Regions from separate parts of the Capra hircus genome. Here region 2 is linked to region 1. Evidence: chromatin contacts called from public Hi-C data. All regions are on one chromosome and are shown on one strand. Each heading gives the region's core, a stretch centred on a gene start, on an enhancer-like site or on the middle of the called end of the contact. The rest is flanking DNA. Distances are from core to core; before and after follow the strand shown.

The links. Hi-C and Micro-C count contacts between places; a contact is called where the count stands out from the background.
Region 2: a contact with region 1 is called in a Hi-C map of blood, with 4 times the contacts expected there. The contact joins two enhancer-like sites. A contact is called at or near these places in 4 of 5 Hi-C or Micro-C datasets (blood and liver).

Annotation. Positions count from the first base shown.
Region 1 is chr7:56,575,091-56,579,845 of ARS1.2, reverse strand. ARHGAP26 (rho GTPase-activating protein 26) reads left to right here. Exons shown (of 22, transcript XM_018050208.1): 5 at 4,157-4,258. Among named protein-coding and RNA genes, the nearest start is that of ARHGAP26, 140 kb to the left of the region's middle. Within about 2 kb of position 2,080, at least 4 of the 5 cell types and tissues checked have an H3K27ac peak or open chromatin away from gene starts, as enhancers often do.
Region 2 is chr7:56,767,939-56,772,693 of ARS1.2, reverse strand. No RefSeq gene overlaps it. Among named protein-coding and RNA genes, the nearest start is that of FGF1, 17 kb to the left of the region's middle. Within about 2 kb of position 2,338, at least 3 of the 5 cell types and tissues checked have an H3K27ac peak or open chromatin away from gene starts, as enhancers often do.

The DNA.
Region 1 (4,755 bases), core at 831-3,330:
CTGCTAAGATTTTGTCCAGGCCTTTGAACAGGCTGAGGGACAGCTGGATAATGCTGAGTGCCCCTCCCTGAGTTCTCACTGATGCAGACCCCATGAGCACCTTCTCTTCTGTGGCCCTGGGGCCTGTGCCTCCCAGTCCTACCGATATGGAAGTGGCTCTGGAGGATCCTAAAGAGCTTTGAGGCAGAGGCAGAGCAGACCCATGCATTGAGTCATCTTTCCAGCAGTCACTTCTCCAGCTCCCAAGCGCAGACGCCTCTCACTCCAGCCTCTTCCCTCGGTCCAGCTTTGAGGATTACCGTGGTGACCATGGAGAAGGAGGGGAGGTCTGAGCTCGCTCCTTTTGGGCTGCTGTCAGTGATGGTCATGACAGGAGCAGGTACTTTTCAGAGAGCGATAGATGGTGAGAAACGCAAGCATTAAAAAACGTATAGAAAAGAGCCACTCGCCAAAACATGCCTTTCCTCACACGCATTCTCCTCTCTCATTCTCGTCAAAGAGCAAGGTGATGGCACTGGGGATGATTTCCCTTACCTCCCCCTTTGTTTTTTTCTTTTTTTCAATATACCTGTTCCTCATCCCCACCACCACACTGTTCATGTATATCACAGAATTATGTACATTTACAAGCACACAAAGAAACAACAATCCCTCTACTAGGCCACTGAGGGAGCAAATTCAGGAATACCTCAGAGCCAGCAAGTTCCCTGTAACGGCCAAGTGGAAGTTTCCAAACTCTGCCCGTGTGATGCTAAAATTACCCATCCTCCTCCCCACTCTGGTGCCAGTTCAGTTGCTATAACAACCTGTTGCTACTCGAAGAAGCAAAAGTTAGAGTGCTGGGGGCGGTGGCAGGGAGTGAAGGCTATGAATGAGGAGCATTCTTGAGCTAATATGGTGCTTTGGAGGTAGGGAAGATCCTATGGGCTTGGCTTAGCCATGGCCTTATTTTAGATACCTGAGTTTGGGGGAATTGATTCTTCTTACAGCCAAAGCTGGGTTCTCCAGTGAAACTACAGTAGACGTCAGAGAGGGTGGTTCAGAGTGGGGCTGCTCGAGTCCAAATCCCATTTGTGCTGTTCACATATAAACATGGGGCGATTACTGACCTTCTTTTTCCTAAACTGAGAAATGGGGATCATGGTAGTGCTCACCTTACAGAGTTATTATGAGGAAGAAATCAGCGAACCCCTATACAGTGCTCAGAATGCTGTCATAAGGTCATTTGGTATTAGCTGTTCTGTTCCATACACGCAGTTCATTCATAAGATACGATGGAAGCCTGCTGCGTGCCTGGCACTGTGCTCCACATTGCTGTTTGGTGGAGAATAAATGCAGATGTAGTTGCCTTGCTTGTGGCATGCAGGGAGGAAGGCCCTGTACAGAATGGTATAAATAAGCATATGATCTCGCACATGGCGGTGGGTGCTGTGAAGGGTTTCCTTCCTGGGGTGTGGGACATGGAAAGCGAGTGGTGTTTTGATAGAAGGAGGTAGGTTTAGATGCTGGACCTCATCGTCACTGCCGCTACCCCGGCTGCCGCCACCACCGTCAGCACGGAATTCTGTCAAGCTCTTTCCATGTGCCAGGTGCTCTACCAAGCACTGGATACGGCTAATCTCATTTAGTCCTGACAGTCCTACCATGGGGTGGGTGTTCTTAATGCTTTTTATGTTAGTCTCTGAGCTGAAAGGGAAAACTGGAGGCATTATCTGATTTAGTCATCCTGAATTTATAGATCAGGAAATTGAGTCCTGGAGGGACAGAGGTTTGTATGGAGTTGGGAATCATTACCAGGATCCTAACTCTGTCTTGGATCCATTTTGCCAACTACTGTGTACCCTCTGGAAGTCAGTGAATACCACCTTGGTACCTGAGTGGCTGAGTCTTACTACCTTCCTGTCTAAAGAACATTATCTCTGTCTTAGTGGAGTTATGCCCCCAGAGATCTTGTTTCTGTTTTCTCAGGACAGGAACCGCTTCCTGTTCCCTTAAGCTCTGGCTGTCCTCTTGAGCATGGAATGTGGAGGCTCAAGTTGCCAGAAAGTTACAGAATGTCAATGACTCATGTTCCCAGGCCTCTTCTCACCTCTGGTCAGCTGGACTGTGCTGGCACAGGGTTGTCTTTTGGGGGTTGCTGACAAGGCTGGTGAAAGGGCTGTATGAGTATTAAGCAGAGTTGGAACCGCAGCTCCAAGTCACTAGATTTCTGTGAAGGAAAAGCATTGAGTCAAGTGTCTTGCCTATACCTTTCCTGTTTGAAGGATTAATGTGTCCTCTGGCTTTGTCTCCACTTGCTTTTACATGTTTTTTCATGTATGTAAGACTTTCAAACAAAATTCAGATTTGTAGAAATGGACACATGCCAGCTCAAATGGGTAATGATGATTCTGCCCATTTTGTGAGGCTTAGAGTCTTGGTGTTGACCCGATGAATGATGTTCTGATGCCACGGGTGCTTGTCGGCGCTTCAGGTGATGGTCTCTTGGTGTCTCCGTGACGCTTAGGCTCTGGGTGTTCTGCCAGCTGCATGTATCAGTCCCCTCCCGCTCACTAGGTGAGCAGCACTTTGATAACACTTCCCCTCCCCAGGGAGGCCTCTCCAGAACACTTGTCTGCAAGAATCTTTGGGGCTGCACCCTGTTCCCTTCATGGACCTGTGGCAGTCTGAAATCGTGCTGTTTGTTTTCTGGTTAATTGTGTTTCTCCTTCTGCTTGAACACCCCCACCATGAGGGTGGGGCCTTTTCTGCCTTATATTTCCAGTGCCTGAAGGATCTTTACATAGAGTGTTTGCTCATTACATCATCATTAAATGAAGAGGGGCCTCAGCTTCCTTATCTGGCCACAACTTTTTTTCTCCTCTTATAAGCCTTGGAGTTGCAGAAAAATATCTCCTGTGGAATCCCCAAAAGTCAAAAGCAGGAGTGATGTACCCAGTTAGTGCATTTGATCCTGTTTATCAGGCCATGGTGGACCTTCCTCCAGCCCCCTTGCCTGCCATCCCCACTGAAATGTGGAGGGGAGAGAAACCACCTACGACAGTATGTCCAGGTGTGGGCTTAGAAGCAGCTTGTCTTGGGCTCAGACTCCAGCTCTTGTCACTCTCTGGAACTTTTTACAGAAGTTAACCTCCTGCATCTAAGTTTTCTTATCTGTAAAATAGGGAATAGAAACTCAGTGACTTTGGGAGAGCAGGGATTATTACTTGTAATATAATGTTTACATACATATATTTTTTATTTTGAAAGCAATCATATAGGATAATAGACATCTCCCTAATGGAGGAAAACATCACTCATTATGCCATTTCCTATCTCAGGTATTTTCACTGAAGTGCCTTCCCACCTAATGTTTGTCTGCAGGTAGACACATCCTTTGTAGGATGCAACAAGTTTGTATCATGCTGTCACTACTTTTCATTACGTTGTGAGCATCCTTCCATATGATAGCTAGCCTTCTAAGTTATGTGTATTGAGTACCTCATATTTTAATTATCCCAAATTCTGTTCTTAGGCAGCAATGTTACTCTTTCTTTTTTTTTTTGGTTATTATAAATGCTGTTGCAGTGAACACATCTGGGAAGATAACATCTTCTTTGTTTTGAATGATTCCTTACCTTGAAGATCCATATGTGATATTATTGCATCAAGGATGTTTAGGTCTCCAAATTAAACAGTGCTTTTTGAACATGGTTAAAGCTTGATCTACCATTAGTTGAGACTTGTCCCCTTTAAGGTGTATGTAGACCTTCCTGTTTGGGGATTAGCTTTACAGATAACTTTCCTTCTTCCTTTGGCTTTGAACATCCTTGTGAGTTATAAACTAGAAATTTCTATCTTACAACTGAAGTTTTTAGAAGGTGGAGTCCTGACTCTGGCACTGTGAAATACTGGTGTCTACCTCGTTTCTGGTATTGCAGTGGCTCCTCTATGGTAGACCCTCAGAGCGGTCAGGATATTGATGTGTGGTTGTTTGGTTTTGTGGGCATTATTGGAAGAGCAGGAGCTGGGTGGTCTGCCACATTTCTGGGTCTAAGGGAATGATTAACCCGTGAAGATGAACAGGAAGAGTCTGACCCTGGGTTGCTTTCATTCCTGGAACATCTTATTTTTCTTTTTTCTTTCTCTTTTCCTCTTTTTTTTTTTTTTTTGCCAGGAGGCCAAAAAGAAGTATGACAAGGAGACAGAGAAGTATTGTGGCATTTTAGAAAAACACTTGAATTTGTCTTCCAAGAAGAAAGAGTCTCAGCTTCAGGAGGTAAGAGACTTTACTAGTGTCCTGAATAAAGTGTTTTAATGTTTCCATGGTACTGTGGATATGTGCTGGTTACTCTTTGCTGGAACATCCTAGGGTTGGCAGCGACCTCAGAAGCCAGGAGCTTCATTCTCATCCCTCCTTCCATGCTTGCTGCCCACGTGGCCTTTGTCCCTTCTCAAACTGCAGCTCACACTGTGTGCTGTCCATCCTGTCCATGGCAAGGAACATGCAGCTGGTCAAAATCACCCTAATCACTAGACTGTGCTTCCTCCTTTCAAACTGAGATCTGTTTTCCTGTTTCTCTCACCCTTGACTTTTGATTCTGTATGCCCTTACCTTGCCTTTTGACTTTCTCCTTACATCACTGATTTGAAATGTTAGTATCTGAAACCCTTTGGTCATCCTTCCTTAATGTGAAATGAAAAAAAAAAAAAAAATCCAACCGCTACTTGACATTTTTTTTTCTTTTAAGCAGTATTTTATTGTCTCTCATATAT
Region 2 (4,755 bases), core at 1,089-3,588, 190 kb before region 1:
CTGCATACAGATTTCTCAGGAGGCACGTAAGATGGTCTTGTATTCCCATCTCTTTAAGAATTTTCCAGTTTGTTGTGATCCACACAGTCAAAAGCTTTGGTGTAGTCAATAAAGCAGAAGTACATGTTAATTTTTTTATTTTTTATTTTTTTTAGAAGTAGATGTTTAAAACTCAACATTCAAAAAACTAAGATCTTGGAATCTGGTCCCATCACTTCATGGCAAATAGATGGAGAAACAATGGAAACCGTGACAGACTTTTCTTGGGTTCCAAAATCACTGCAGATGGTGACTGCAGCCATGAAATTAAAAGATGCTTGCTCCTTGGAAGAAAAGCTATGACCAACCTAGACAGCATATTAAAAAACAGAAACATTACTTTGCCGACAAAGGTCTGTCTAGTCAAAGCTATGGTTTTTCCAGTAGTCATGTATGGATGTGAGAGTTAGACCATCAAGAAAGCTGAGTGGCAAAGAATTGATGCTTTTGAACTGTGGTGTTGGAGAAGACTCTTGAGAGTCCCTTGAACTGCAAGGAAATCAAACTAGTCAATCCTAAAGGAAATAAGTCCTGAATATTCATTGGAAGGACTGATGCTGAAGCTGAAGCTCCAATACTTTGGCCACCTGATGCAAAGAACTGACTCATTAGAAAAGACTGATGCTGGGAAAGATTGAGGGCAGGAGGAGAAGGGGACAACAGAGGATGAGATGGTTGGATGGCATCACCAACTCAATGGACATGAGTGTGAGCAAGCTCTGGGAGTTAGTGATGGACAGGGAGGCCTGGGGTGCTCCAGTCCATGGGGTTGCAAACAGTCAGACACAACTGAGTGACTGAACTGAACTGGCCAAAGTGTTGGAGCTTCAGCTTCAGCATCAGTCCTTCCAGTGAATTTTCAGGGTTAATTTCCTTTAAGATTGACTGGTTTGATCCCTTGCTGTCCAGGAACTCTCAAGAGTCTTCTCCAGCACCACAGTTTGAAAGCATCAATTCTTTGTTGCTCAGCCTTCTTTATCTTCTGATTCTCACATAGAGGATATGAAAATTAGTTTGTTTTTTCTGTTTTACTGTGACTTCTATAAAATGTAAAATTATATATATGGCTTTTATTTGTGACTTGCTTTCTACTGCTATGGAACTGTGCTGGTTGGTTCAGCCACACACTCCCCTGTCCCAGCCAGATCTAACTGGTATTAACCATGACCTTGGACAAGTTATTTAATCCATGGAAGCTCCATTTTCCTCATTAGTAAGAAAGTGTTTGTAGGAGTTAAAGAGGGTAATTAAAAAGCATTAGTAGAGTGCCTTGCCTAGAGTAGGTAGTCAACGAATGTAAGCCGTTATTTTTTGTTGTTAGTTAAACCCATAGAACTGAAAATTTACTGTAGGTCAGTAGCATCTTGTATTAAAGGCAGTACTATGGGACACTGTCACAGTCTATCAAGTGAGAGAGGAAATCTACCCACCTTTTAGAGCAGTGGTTCTCAGGCGCTAATGCCTGAGAGGGGTGCTACTGGCATCTAGTGGGTAGAGGACAGGGATGGATGTTGCTAAACATCCTACAACTTACAGAATAGCTCCCACCCCCCAAAACACATACACAGAAAATTATCAGGTCAGAATATGAGTAGGGCCCAAGGTGAGAAGCCCTAAATTAGAAGCTTTGGGTTGCTTGCAACTTACACTGATTGATGGTCAGGTTCTAGCGTATGTATGATGTAAAGAGAAACTACAAGTGCCATCCAGTTGCCTGCCTCCCAGCCAGCAAGCAGCATCGTCATCCAGGAAGTTATTAGAAATGCAGATTCTCAGGCTCCATCTCAGTCCTGCTGAATCAGAATCCCTGGAGGTGGAGCCCAAAAATCTATGGTTTAACAAGCCCTCCAGCAGATGCTGAGATGCTAATATACTATAAAGGCTGAGAAGCCTGCTCAGCTGACATTTTCCTGGTTACCATTTCCTGCACATCCCAGGCCTGAGCAGCAGGTGGCAGCAAAGCCTATAAGGATGTTGTAATTCCTGCAAGAAACTTGTGCTTTTGCCAAATCTGTTGGTAAGAGTTGGGCGCCGAAGTGTTTTCACACTAGATCACAGTTAATAATGCCAGCTTTCTCATTTCAGGGAAGTCAGAGGGGAAATGGTTCATAGTCATCCTAAGGTCCCTTCTTAGTCACATAGTGCTTCCAGGGCTTTGAAATTGTCCAGTTCTAACGTCTGTTACAAAGGCATCTTCTCCAACAGAGAATTTAGTGAGTAATCCGGTTTGGACTGTTCTCCTAAAATACTTCTCACCCTGTAAAATCCCAAAGCCAAGAGAATAAATCATTTCTGCTGTCCTCAGACAACTTTGTGCCAAGCATTCAACTCATCACCCATCTGAAAGGACCGTTGGCCCTTCCTCATGGACCAGATCTAGTGAATGATGAGCATCTCAAGTTTCCAGGGATCTTTTGTCTGACAGAAAAAAAACTAAATTTGTTCAACAACCTTTGTTAAGGGTAAAAGTGAGCAAATTTCAGTTCAGGTAATTTTCCATTTGTGCCACAAGGGGGCACCCTCCACACCGTCGTAGGCATTTATGGTCTGGATGAAGGCCCTGAAAACGGAAGACTGAGTGACCTGCTCGGCAGGGAAGAGTGGAGCAGGGAGCAGTTACTTTTCTTCCATCAAGTAGCTGAATGATGTGGCTTCAGAATTAGACTTCAGTCCTGGACTCTGGGCTTCCCTGGTGTCTCAGACAGTAAAGAATCTGCCTGCAATGCTGGAGACCTGAGTTTGATCCCTGCGTTGGGAAAATGCTCTGGAGAAGGGAGTGGCTACCCACTCCAGTACCCTCGCCTGGAGAATTCCGTGAACAGAGTAGCCGAGCCGGCTACAGTTCATGGGGTCGCAAAGAGTCAGATGAGACTTAACGACTAACACCACACAACCTTGGACTGTAGAGCCAGGTTTCTCAAAAGTGTGATCCTTGGTCCAACTACCTGGGAAGTAGTTGGAAAAGCAAACTCTTGGCCCCATCTCAGATAGCTGTATCCGACGCCTTGGCGGCGGGGCAGCCGTTTCTTTTAATAAGCAGCCCCCCCTCCCCCAAGGTGATTGCTCTGCAGGGTCTAGCTTGAGCACCACTGCCCTCCAGTCCAAAGCATCTCCCTGGTTATTGGCTGGGAGGCAAAACCACCTTGCTATCTGATCTCATCACATTTCTGCCAGGAAGTGGAATCTAAGAGCCCACCTTCTTGATGCCCAACATCTTCTTCAGGTCACTTGCCTGAGAACACCTGAGGATACTGAGGTCTGTCACTGTGCATGAACCTGTGGAATCTCTGGCTCTGGGAGATACAAAGGAGTGCTAAGTTGGACGTCTGTCCTCATGGAGCATCCACTCTTCCTGTAGAAGATAGGATGGCCACAGAAAACCAAAGACCGAGGGAGTCCCGAAGGGTGCGGTTCTGGCTACAGGGGGAAGCCGCATGGAAGCTCCCTATACGCCAAGTTCCCTTCCTGACCTTGGGCTTCCATTCTTTCCCAATGCTGCTGCAGCCCCTCCCTTTCTCCTTTCTGTGCAACTGACCCCGCCGGGTTAGCCCTGATTTTCTCTTCCTTTTCCCCTAACCTCTCACAGCTCTTGTCTTATTTATCCCACCCCATTCTGGTTTTGTTTAAACTCACAAAAGTTCAGGGCCAGGTCCAGCAGGGGTGGGGACCCCAGGGGGGCAGGGGGAAAGGAGAGAACAGAGTGGACAAAGGCAGGTTTCCTTTGGGGTAAAGCCCAAGAACCTCTGACTGCACTGGAATCCTGGTTGCTCCTGCCCATCACACCATGCAAGTCTGGGGGAATTGAGAGCACCCCAGGCTGCAGAGTGTGGGAGAAGTGGCTGTACCTGAGCTTAGCTTTGGCAGGTGAGCAGAAGGGAGGGAGGGGCCATGCCAGCCCCATAGCAGGGAGGAGCTGAGGTGTGATGGGGAGTCATGAGAAGTAAGACCGGATGGGTCTCCAAATTGAGAAGATGACAAAGTTTGACTTTGATGATGGAGGTACTAGAGAGCTATACTAGATTTTTGAACAGAGGAGAACTGTGCATAATAATAAACTGTATTGGTATTGAGAAGGTATCATACATGACAGGGGGTGCAAACTCAAATACCTATAATGTGAAGCAGGCCAAGTAAGAAGCAGTGGGCATGGAAGGTACTGGGGAAGCTAGAGAGCTGATGCCTGCCAAAATGAGCAGTTAGTATACAAATCCAGACAATTACTGCCATGGAGAGATAGAAGCCCATAGTAGCCAACTCTTCTAGTTTCTCAAGAGAAGTCAGAACTCTGGATTTTTTCCTTAATATGAAGTTCCTTCAGTATTAAATATGACTAATTAAAAATGTAAAAATCTGGGCCTCTGGTTGGCCAGTTCTCACATGCATTTTTGGGTCTGACCTGGGGGTTTGTACCATAGTCTCAAAATACTATACTGTTTCTTCCTCCCTCAGTCTTTTGTTATCAAATCCATCCATTATGAACAAAAAATAAATACAACATTCATCTATAAGTGAGACTATCTCATTGATCCCCCCACAATCCTGTAAGATGAGTTAGTCCCACTTATGGATGGGACTCGGCCTCAGAGAGGTACAGTCACTGGCTCTGCATCACATAGTTACCAAGTTGGGAGCCAGGATTCAAATTCAGGTGGTCAGATTCCTGAGTCATGCATTTATCCCATGTGTTATGGCCCTTCCTGTATAGTTCTGTTAGCA